Linked DNA regions of Mustela erminea: region 1 is linked to region 2. A link is a contact called in public Hi-C data. All regions are on one chromosome and are shown on one strand. Each heading gives the region's core, a stretch centred on a gene start, on an enhancer-like site or on the middle of the called end of the contact. The rest is flanking DNA. Distances are from core to core; before and after follow the strand shown. Region 1 holds the start of RALA (ras-related protein Ral-A). Region 2 has its middle 76 kb from the start of CDK13.

The links. Hi-C and Micro-C count contacts between places; a contact is called where the count stands out from the background.
Region 1: a contact with region 2 is called in a Hi-C map of skeletal muscle, with 6 times the contacts expected there. The contact joins the promoter of RALA here to the enhancer-like site in region 2. A contact is called at or near these places in 3 of 3 Hi-C or Micro-C datasets (fibroblasts, skeletal muscle and spleen).

The regions. Positions count from the first base shown.
Region 1 is chr11:105,618,592-105,624,307 of mMusErm1.Pri, reverse strand. It overlaps RALA (ras-related protein Ral-A), which reads left to right and starts at 1,989. Exons shown (of 5, transcript XM_032304240.1): 1 at 1,989-2,096.
Region 2 is chr11:105,523,807-105,529,129 of mMusErm1.Pri, reverse strand. No RefSeq gene overlaps it. Among named protein-coding and RNA genes, the nearest start is that of CDK13, 76 kb to the right of the region's middle. Within about 2 kb of position 3,894, the one cell type or tissue checked has open chromatin away from gene starts, as enhancers often do. A contact at or near this core is called in fibroblasts, where this site is marked.

The DNA of each region.
Region 1 (5,716 bases), core at 740-3,239, 97 kb before region 2:
TCACTGTCATACTGTTTTTCGTAAGCCTGACCTTTCCGGTCCAATAGAAACATTAAACATTTGAGTATTGGCATGGGCATATGTATAATTACCACATCGGGATTTTTAAAACGTAGTATTTCTGCAATTTTCCCAAGAAAAGGTAGGGAGAAAGAAGTGGTTTTGAAACTGTGCTCGACAAAGTGGGCCTGCAGTGGGCTTGCATGTGGGGATACAAGCCTGTGGTGTTTCTAACTTCAGCCCAGAACTCCGGACCCATGTAGCAACTGCCTGAGACAGCATCACTGGCACCTCAAGCTGGCCAGGTCCAAAATGGCACTCGTTTCCACATCCCCTCCCTTTTCCCATCGCAGCCATTCCCTATTCCATTTGGTAAATTACACCTTTACCCTCTCCCCAACGCAAAGCAAGGCATCATGTTGCTACTTCCATTGGCTTACCCAGAATCTTCCCCCCAGCAATCAATTACAATTACAATCACTTGATTTGGCATCCTGGTATTTTTGGAATCCATCTTCTTTGGGTGCTCACAGACACTCCCCATAATGGTCCTTATCCTTTCTCTTGATTTCTGTCAAGTCCCCTCGTCCACAAGCCCTCTTCCCCTCTTCTTCCAATCAACTAATGTCCTCTACCAACAGCCTAAATTGTAAAACTGTCCAGGGTCACTCCTCTATTCATTGCCTCACCAAGGAGTGAAAGACGGTTCACAATTTGGTTCCTATCTGCTTCTCCAGATTCATCCTTTTCAGCAACTCAGGCTTTAACTTTTAAGTCCTGTAATATTACCCAGACTTCTAAACACATACTATCTTTCCCTTTGCTGCATGTCCTTTTTGCTAGGATTTGGCTTTACCATCCCACCCTTAAATTTGTGCTGGGAAATCCCTTATCTTGAAAACCTAACGCAGTTATGAGACCTCCATTCTTCCCTCTGGATACTTTGGTCCACCATCCTTCCAACCATAATTACTTGCTTCCACGTCGGCCCGTCAGAGTGGGCATTCCTTGAACGAGTTGTGCAAAGCTGGGAACTGCTATTCAGCAGTGGGAGGAGAGAAGGGGATAAATAAATGTCAACAGGGAAGACTCCGAGCGCTAACGGATCTTAAGCAAACGATCTCGTTCAAATCTGTGGAAAGGGTCAAACAGAGGAGCCGATTTAGTGCAACTCTTCCAACTCAAGCCACCAAATCACAAGATGGGGGCGCCGCCTGATCTCAGGGCCGCACCGGACACGAGGCCTGCGGTGTCCGGGGGCTCGAGTCCCCTCAGTAAAAAATCACAAAACACCCTAAGGTCCGAGCTCTCCAGGGATCAGCAGTTCGACCCGAGGCCCAGGGCGGCTACCGGAACCCTCCGGCCAGGGCAGGGAACCGACCAAGCCATCTCCAAGTTTTCCGCCCGCAACGAGCCACGTCGCCAGCCCCACTCGGGAAAACCCCGGCCACGGGACAAGCGGCCTTCACCCTGGGACAACCAGGGGAAGCGCCGGCCCCCGAAAGCAAGATGGCGGCCTCCGCTTTCCCCTCCTTCCCCGAGAACCCCCTCCTTGGTCCCCAGAAGAGAGACAAGGACGTCGCGGCGCCGACGCCGAGATCCGGGAACCTCCGCGAGGCCTGCGGCAGCTCCCGGGACCCCGGGAGGCGAGTCCACCTCGCCGGGCGCGGGAAGCCGGGGGTGGGGCGGTCCGAAGGGCAGCGCAGCCAGCTCTCAGCACGCAGCGGGTAGACGCCAGCAAGTCCGCGCCCTCCTGGCCATTGTTCTCCAGCCCCAGCCCCCGACAACCTCCTCTCCGCCCACGGACAGGAAGTTGCTCCCCAGCCGGCCCCGCCCCGCTCCCCCAGCGCCCCGGAAGTGATCTGCGGCGGCTGCTGCAGAGCGGCCAGGAGGAGGGTGGATCTCCGGAGAGCGGAGCACCCCGAGTCCTCCTCCTCCTCCTGCCGCCAAGGCTCCGCCGCCGCCCGTCGGACTCGTCCTTCTGCCGCTCGCGGCGGGGAGCCTCCCAGACGACAAGGGCCAAGCTCTCTCCGGCCGAGGCCAGCCCAGCCGCGGCTTCCAGAACCCGCGGGGCGGAGGACCGGCTTGCGGTGCAGGTGAGTGATGCCTGCCCGGGCCGCCCCAGGAGGGGTTGGGGCGGCCGGAGCGGCGGCGGCGGGGGTGTGTCCAGGCGGCGGCGGGCCGAGGCCCAGGCTCAGGGCCCGGACGCCGAGATTGCACATCCCGCGTTCTGTCCCGGAACGAGCTGCTGGACGAGCCCGGGCTGGAATCCGGGGCGCGGTGTTCACTGCTGTGCGGGCGAGTGCACCCCCGAGAGCCGGCGGCTGCGGCTCGGTCCTCCGAGCCCAGCACCTCCTTGAGTTGGCTTCGTCGGAAGGTCACCCTGCATCTCTGGCCCGCCGCGCCGAGGTCCCCGCCTGGGCGGTGCCCGCGACCTGGGGGGACCCGTCGCCACCGCCGCAGTCCCCGCGCTTCACTCCGCCCCTCTCCCCTCCTTCCCTTTCTTCCACTCCTCGCCTGTACTAGAGCAGTTGCTTTTTAAGCATCTCCGCCAGGGTTTTGTGCTAGTTAAAGGAATGGCTTTTTCAGACTTAAGTCATTAGATGCTCAGCTTTGAACTGCACAGCTTTAGTCATATTAGGGTAATCTAGCCTCTAAAGCGAGGAAGAGAATACAGATATTTTTTGAGTGAGAGGGTCATTCCTCTGGATTTGTTCCTTACGGTTTTCCGGGAGTGGAAGATGTGATTTGTATGCTTTAGTCTGGGTATATGTGTGTAAGTGGGCAGGGATGACAGCACAGAGAGGTGGCAGTGTTGTTTCAAGGTTTAAGGAGAATTAGGGAGTTAACTGGCCTTTGCTTGAGAAACCTGAATGTCCAGACTTGTGAGAGCTTATCCAGGTGTCTTTGGGGTTGTGTGAGAACTCCCGTGCCACGCCCTGCGTGTCAAGCTGAAAAGCACCCAATTTACAAATTGTGTTTGGTGTGTGTTGGGGGGAGGGGTGGGGCGTGAGGAGGCCTTCGTAAAACGTGTGTCATTAGTTAATTTTTGTCCTGAAAGTACATTACAACTTTAGTCATGTTTCAGACTCGGATAACAAAATTTGTTAGTAAATTTGCAGTAGAGGGTCTTTTTTTTCTTTCAGCTTGTTTATTAATATATGTAAATGTATTTTACTAGTTTATGTATTTCTATGTCTATTAATACAATTTTATTGTAAAATGACTCTTGTGACTCTTCAGACGTTAATTTTAGACTACATTTTTTGAGGCAAGGAACTATGTCTTATGCATCCCTGTGTTCATAAGTGATGACTGGCACATAGAAGTTATTCCCATATTTCTTCACTGAATGAATGAACGTGTAGCTGACCCCACAGTTGCCTCAGGAATCGTTTATTTTGTTGGTTTTTTTGTTTGTGTCCCAGTTTCTTGGCACATACAGACTTTGCTTTGTGTTAGTGTTTTTTAACGTGATGAAAAGGACAATTTACGAAGAATCTTTGGCTGTCCTTCCAAAACTATCCTCCTCTGAAAGGTTAAAATTATATTTGGGATATTGTGATTGGGCATTATAATAGCTTGTATTCCAGTCTTCAGTACTGAACTACTTAAACATGTTTATCCAGGGTTATTAAGAAGAGATTTCCTAGTGATAGTAAGTTTATGTTTGGGGTTGATAGCCATACAGTAATTTTAATTACAAAAGAGGAAATTAGAAGTCACCACTGTTTGGAAAACACGATACATCGCGGAATTGCTTTTAGTGGCTTATTTCTCCCAGGGGTAGAGGAAATCTTCTGACATCCTGATATGACCTTGGCATGATTTACCAGTAGCCACTTTCACATTTCTTTGTCAAGATCCTGATGTTCTCTAGTGTGTCTGCTGAATGTGCAGCCATCTTATCACTTATTTTAAAGTAGTTTCATACAACCCTTTTTTTGCAGGGCTTTCAGGGGAAAAGAAGGGCTAATTATAGGGAAGGATCTTTTCTGCCATTTGTGTGGGGGAATAATTTTTGTCTATAGATGGTTGGGTTGTTTTCACTTCCGAGAGGTCCCCCCAAAAAAGTGCTGTTATCTTCTTTCCTCTCCACATGCCTGGTGGTGGTCCTGCACTTGTTTCCAAAGCTCAGTGTCTGCAGGATATACATGAATGGACTGGAATCACTTTTTGGATATGTGTGTATCACTGTTATACACACTTGTAATCCATATAAATGGGTGGCAAGAACAGGCATTTTTAAAATAGTATGAACTCTTGATGAGGAAAAATATTATGATTTGGAAGTAGTAGGGAGAAAGTTTGTGATTTTTATTGTTTTGTAAAATGTTTTCACTCTTAGACACTAAGGAGAGGGAGGCCTGCAGTTTCTTAGCAATATCACTGTACAGAGGTGAGATCTCTTTTAATTCAGCAGCCCTCTTGGTAATAACAGTCCATATAACATTGATTGCCCGCCAAACACTGTGATAAGACCTTTAGTTATATTATTCTTCATCTCCACAGTACCTCTATAAGATAGGTAGCTTTTCTGTACTTTACTAAGGCTAAGAGAAGCTGTTGGCTGGAGGCCGGAAACTAATATTTAGGAGAGTTGGGATTTGAAAGTACCGATTTCTGAGAGCATTGCATATTGCAGTTAATCCTAAAAGGCTGAGGAAAAACAAGTTTCTGATTGAGCTGAGCTTCAAGAACATGAATCCAGTGATCTCAGCACTCTTGGCCATCCAGTAGGCCCTAGGGTTACGGCTGTTTCTGTTGTGAGTGCCTACAGATGCGGTGTTCATCTGCCTGGGTGTGCCGTGAAGAAGTGGTTGGGTGTTGTTGGAATAGGGGTCCTGGAGGAGTAGAATGTCAGGAACTCAAGCAGTAGATTACTGCTTTTTGCTCTGAAATACCTGAATAATCCCTACTGGAGAGGACCATGGAAAATCCATTTTATGGTGACCTCTCCTGAAACCTTGTTTTTTAGTTCTTTCACTAAAGGAGGTGGTGGGGGAATGTTGGGAGGCGGGAGGCGGAATTGGGAAGAATGTAGAAGAGGCGAAGGTATCCTGGATCTGTTTTTATCATTTCAAACCAGGTATCATTTTCACTTTGGGTTTAATATAGAGGATTAAAAGTGGCAGGTTCTTGTAAGGGTCTGATTGCTGTTCAGTGCTGGTCAACTCTCTTTACTCTTCCCAAGCCTGTGTGGTTTTGGGGTTTTTTTGTTTTTGCTTTTTTGTTTTTTGGGGGGAAAATGCACTTTTAATGGGCTTAATCTGAAGGATGTGTTCATCTCTTGGTTTTTTTTTGTTTGTCTGTTTGTTTGTTTTTTTAAAGTATGTAGCTCTGAGTAAAAAATGGCTCATTCCCCAGCCCCCATTAGGAACAGTTGTTCTTTGTTTTTCTAAGACACCTTTCATACTACCTTATTACACTCCAGAGGATTTGGTTACAATATAGAAAAAGTGAAAGTAAAGCTCTGTGAATTTTAAGAGTTACGTGAGTAAATTTTGGAAGAGAATTTGAATCTTTGATATAATTATACCTAAGGTACAATTCCTCAGCATCAAGAGGGTAGTCTGTACAAGCCAAAACCAGCAAGCTTACATAAACTATTAGGATACTATTCTCCAGGTCCTTCACAGTTAAAGTTCCCTGTTAGATGGAATAGACCTAACGCTTGACACACATAATCCCTTTGATGTCTGGGATCCAACTGGGT
Region 2 (5,323 bases), core at 2,645-5,144:
CGGAACCCAGGCTCCTCTGCACTGCTGCTTCATCTGCAATGGTCTCAGCATCGGAGTTCAAGTTCTGGGTGGCAAGACAGAGGAAGAGACAGTGACAAAACAAGGGAACCCACAAGCTGTTTCCTAAGGGCGGGCTAGGGACACTCTTGCATACTTCTTTTCTTTTAAAGATTTTACTTATTTGAGAGAGAGAGCGCGGGCAGGAGGAGAGTGAGAGGGACAAGCAGACTCTGCACTGAGCACAGACCCCAATGTGAGACTCGATCCCAGGACCCTGAGATCATGACCTGAGCAGAAGGCAGATGCTTCACCGACTGAGCCACCCAGATGCCTAGCTCTTGCATATTTCTATCACAGTCACTGAACAGGAGGTTAGTCACCTCGTATTATGGATTGAATTATGTCCCTCAAAAAGATATGTTGAAGTCCTAATCCCCATGTCTGTGAGTATGACCTCATTTGGAAATAAGATCTTTGCAGATACAATCTGCAAAGGTTAAGATGGTCATCAAGGATGGGCCCTAATCCAACATGACCCATGGCCTTGTAAGAAGACAGAGAGACACAGACACTGGGAGACACGTAGGGAGAAGACAGCACATGATGCGGGCGGGCAGACATCCCTCTACAAGCCAAGGAACTCAGGGAATGTCAGCAAGCAGCAGAAGCTGGAAGAGGCGAGAGGATTCCTCTCCTAGCGCCTCCTGAGAGAGGGCCCATGACACCTTGATTTCGGAACTCTAGCTTCCAGAACTGTGACACCATAAAGTTCTGTTGTTTGAGCACACCTAGTCTGTGGGACAGAATGGACGGTAGGGAGCCACTGTGGCTTCCGAATGGGATAATGATGTGAAGAAAGTTGTTCTAAGGAGACTGTCTCCTTATTGCGCCATTAGGATACTTAGCCACTGGTATAGCAGCCAGCTGGGGCCAGATCTTAAAGGATCTTGAATGGCAGTCTTCGGAGTCCTCCAAGGGTGGAAAACACCCAACACAAGACGCCCGCATTCACTCTTTGAGAGGATCCTGAGACAAGGTCATGTGCAAAGGAAAGGCTGCCAGCAGAACTTTCTAGACTCCTGCAGCCCGCATCTTACATAAATGAGCCAAAGATGGCCTCCATGTATCAGTCCCTAGGCTGTTCATTCCTTCACTGTGGGCTGAGACCCAACAGCACTCCCCCATTCCCAGGGCAAAACTCAAATTTTTACATATCCCCTTATTTACAAAGTAGCTCTAACCAGCAGATTTTTAGCCATTTAGAGCCTGCCTGCTTCACATACCTTGCAAGGCACAGCTCCCCCCACGTCTGTGATACAGAGATAAGATAGAGTCTGATAGTTATAAGACTCCAAACTGCCCTTTGACTCAGACACTGCCCCCTACCCTGCCCCCCATGCCGCTGAGCAACAGTAGCTAGACCTGTAAGCCCCCTCGCTGAGTCCCACCTCCCTGGTCGTTCCCTTGCCTCTCTCTGCTGGGTGGGGGCTCCTTCCAGCTCACTTTAAGCTTCTCAGGCCCTCACAGACTCCCCCCCCCCCCGCCCCCGCCCTTGCTCTCTTGTTCAAGCCCAACCTTGTTAAAACTGGTGTGTGTGTTACTGCCTCTCAAGGTCATATGTTTTTCCTTGGCTGGGCCCCAAATCCCTCGAACCTCGATACCTTACCCCTCTGAGTCCTTCCAAAGACTGCAGCTGAGGGTAGGACCAAGATGCTCGAGTCTAGGCCCAATTCTTCCTGGGTAAATCTTCTGATTCCAGACCAAAGGGGAGAGAATGTACTGGGGCTGAGGGGATGGATACTACCCAGAGGCCTGGAGAGTTGGCCCTGAGTTAGCACAAGGGAAGGGCAGCTTTGGGGATATGCTCGGGATGCCATTAAGAAAGGATACACACTCCTGGGGCGCCTGGGTGGCTCAGTAGGTTAAAGCCTCTGCCTCAGGCTCAGGTCATGATCCCAGGGTCCTGGGATAGAGCCCCGGATTGAGCCCCACATCGGGCTCTCTGCTTAGCAGGGAGCCTGCTTCTCCCCTCTCTCTCTCTGCCTGCCCCTCTGCCTACTTGTGATTTCTGTCAAATAAATAAATAAAATCTTAAAAAAAAAAAAGAGATACACTTTTTTTTTTTTAAGATTTTATTTATTCACTTGACAGAGATCACAAGCAGACGGAGAAGCAGGCAGAGAGGGAGATAGATGGAAGCAGACTCCCCGCTGAGCAGAGAGCCTGACGCGGGACTCGATCCCAGGACCCCGAGACCACGACCCGAGCCGAAGGCAGCGGCTTAATCCACTGAGCCACCCAGGCGCCCCGAAAGGATACACTCTTTAGTGAAAAGCCAGTGAAAAACACATACTGCATGGGATTGCTTATATGTGGAACCTTAAAAAAAAAAAAAAGCCCAATTCATAGAAACACAGCGTAGAAAAATGGTTGACAGAAGCTAGGATGGGGGGGAAATAGGGACATTTGGTAAAGGGGTATAAATGTCCAACTGTAAGATGAATGAGGTCTGAGGAGGTGATGAATGTGTTAACTAGATGAGGGAATCCTTCCACAATTATGTACCTACCTATATCAAATCACTGCGATGTCCCCTTCAAATTTTTTTTTTTAGAAGATTTTATTTGTCAGAGAGAGCGCGCGCACGTGGGCGAGAGAGGGCACAAGCATAGGGAGGGGTAGGTAGAAGGAGAACCAGGCTCCACATTGATCAAGGAACCCAACACAGGAGTCAATCTCAAGATCCTGGAATCATGACCTGAGCCGAAGGCAAATGCTTAACCCAGGCATCCCTACCCTTCAAACACCTTGTAATTGTATATGCTGATTATACCTCAACAAAGCTGAAATTTTTTTAAAAGGGGGGGGTACCCACTTTTAGGACTATGTCTGGTCGTGATCTCTTCCCTGCATTCAGCACAAATGATCACTTCCAGAGCAGGGTCTGGGGTCTAGCATCTAGAAGGCAGGCTCGAATGCACCCTAGAATGCCGTCTCCTGGAGGGCCTGAACTCTCTTGTGTGTGGTCTGCACTCTCTCCCTCCAGTCCTTGGAACAGGGCCTGGCTCACAGACGTCCCTTAACAGACACTGAGAAAGAGAGGGAGAGAGGTGAGAAAGGGAAGGAGGGAAGAATGATGGACTTGCCTCCAGGCACCCTCTCCACGCTGGGCTGAGCCAGGTTCTACGGCCTTCTAAGGAACAGCCCCAGAATCTTCTGGGCCCAAAGAATCCTTAACAAAGACACCCCCCTTCCTCACCCCAACCACAAATACCAGTGAGTACACGCTTCCACCTAGGAATGTCCCCTCGGGCTTCCGCGGTGTACAGACCCACGTTTTTCACTGTCTGCCGGCCACCTCCAGGAGGAGGAAGTGGACAGGGCTGGCATTCAGGCTCAGCACAGCTCCGCTCCGGCCCAGGTACGCCCCAGCTCAGCCGACTTCTGTCTCCAGGGTGGAATTTCCCTGCCCACCCTCCCCAGTCAAGAAAAGCCTTCCTCACCCGTACCTCCCACTGCTGCCTGCGCCCCATTCAGCCTCTCCAGGCAGAAGCGACAGTCAGCCCACATCAGCCGCATCAGCCACAATCCCGGCCGGATTCCTCAGCGCAGGCTTCTCGGACAACGCTCCTCTCCCACCCTCCCTACCCGGGGCCACCAGCTTGGAAACTGAATTCAGGAGGAGGAGCAGGTAGAGGGGTGGGCGGGGAGGCAGGTGAATCCGGAGAGCTCGCGAGAGGAGGTGCCCGCGGGGCATCCAGGAGGAGAGGAAGCTGTGGCTCTCGGACTGGCCCCTCAATTCCTCGCCCGGCCCCGTCCTTCCCAACCCCCAGCCAGAGGCTCCATCCAGGTCCGGGGCTCAGCTCTCGGCCGACGCCCACCTAGCTACCGCCGACGTCACAGGACTCCCGCTATCTCATTGGTCGAAACCTTGCGTGGGAAGGAGGGGGAGCTGTGGTCCCCCGTGCCGCGGGAGGCGGTTTCCGTGGCGACTGCAGGAAGGAACCCAGTCGGGCGTCCCCCGGCCGCCTCGAGGAGACGGGATCCCCTAGGGCGGAGGCGGCGACGTCCTTAGTGCCTGGAAACCGGAAGCCGGATCTTCCTAGCTCCGGCCGGGCCGCACCTGCGCGGAAGGGAAGCGCGGTGAGGAGTCGGGCGCCGGGCCCCCAGTCTCCGGCCCCCGGCCCCCGGCCCCCGGCCTCCCACCCCCAGCCAGCGCCGGCCGCCAGCTTCGTACTGCTCCCGCTGGCGCTGGGCGTGTTCTCGTCCCGTGGAACCGCGGGAAGGGACCGTCCGCGCCGGCCCGCGAGCGCCTTCAGCGTCACAAGCAGAGGTTCTTGTCGACCCCCGGAGCCCTGCGGTCCAGACCTGGCGTTGCCCCTGACCCCCCGTTTTCTCGTCTGTAAAACAGGGATGGTGAGAGCTGGACCGCCGAGCGGGAGTGCAGGGGCGCTAGGGCCCCTCTAGACTGCTGGCTCCAAGCCCGGGGTCCCTCAGCTGCCAGGGGTCTTTAAGGGGTTCGAGATGAAGGCCCTTGCCCCAGTCCCACAGTTAGTGGCTGAGTCGGGACGTAGGTCGCTTCCAGCGCTTCGAACCAGCAAGGCCCTGGGGGATCTTCCAGAGCCAGCGTGTCCTCACTGGTGGACGGGACTGCGAATCCTTCAGTGGGGCGTCCCTGCAATTATGGGAAACTATTTCCCCCTTTGGCGAGTTTGGCCTCCCGTGCTTCTCCCTCCCCGAACCCTCAATTCTGTAACTCCCAGGGACTCAGCTTCCTTCTCTCGTCTCCTGAACGCTTCATGCCCCCAACCCCCAACCTCCTGTATCCCAACCTGCTGCCATCTCCTAGGTTTACTATCTCCAAAGACAAGGCCACAGATCCATAATTAATAGTTTTGTAGTTTTTAGCGCAGGAACACAATTGGGTGCAAGAAAAATAATGAACCAATGTAATTATGAAGCTTAAGGAAATGATACCAAGATATAATGGAACTGCTCTGCTAGGCACTTAAATATTCGCATCCCTCTGGCTACTGGCGCAGGCTCACTTTTCACCTCCAGCGCATCTCTGCAGATGGTTCCCAGATCTGTTGCCAGCTCATCTCTCTCCTGACCTGTGGACTCAGCTGCAATGTCCTCATTTTTCCATTCGAGAACATGGGCCTCCTCACTTCTCTGGGTGGGTTTCAGGAGGAACAAATCCATGAAAGACAAGCCCCCACTTCTGATCTAACAGCATGGTAAGGGGGGGGTGTGCAGGCAGGGGGCCACCTACCTCGGCTGGCAGGAATGAGGGATGCTGTGTGAGAGAACTGAGCGCCTG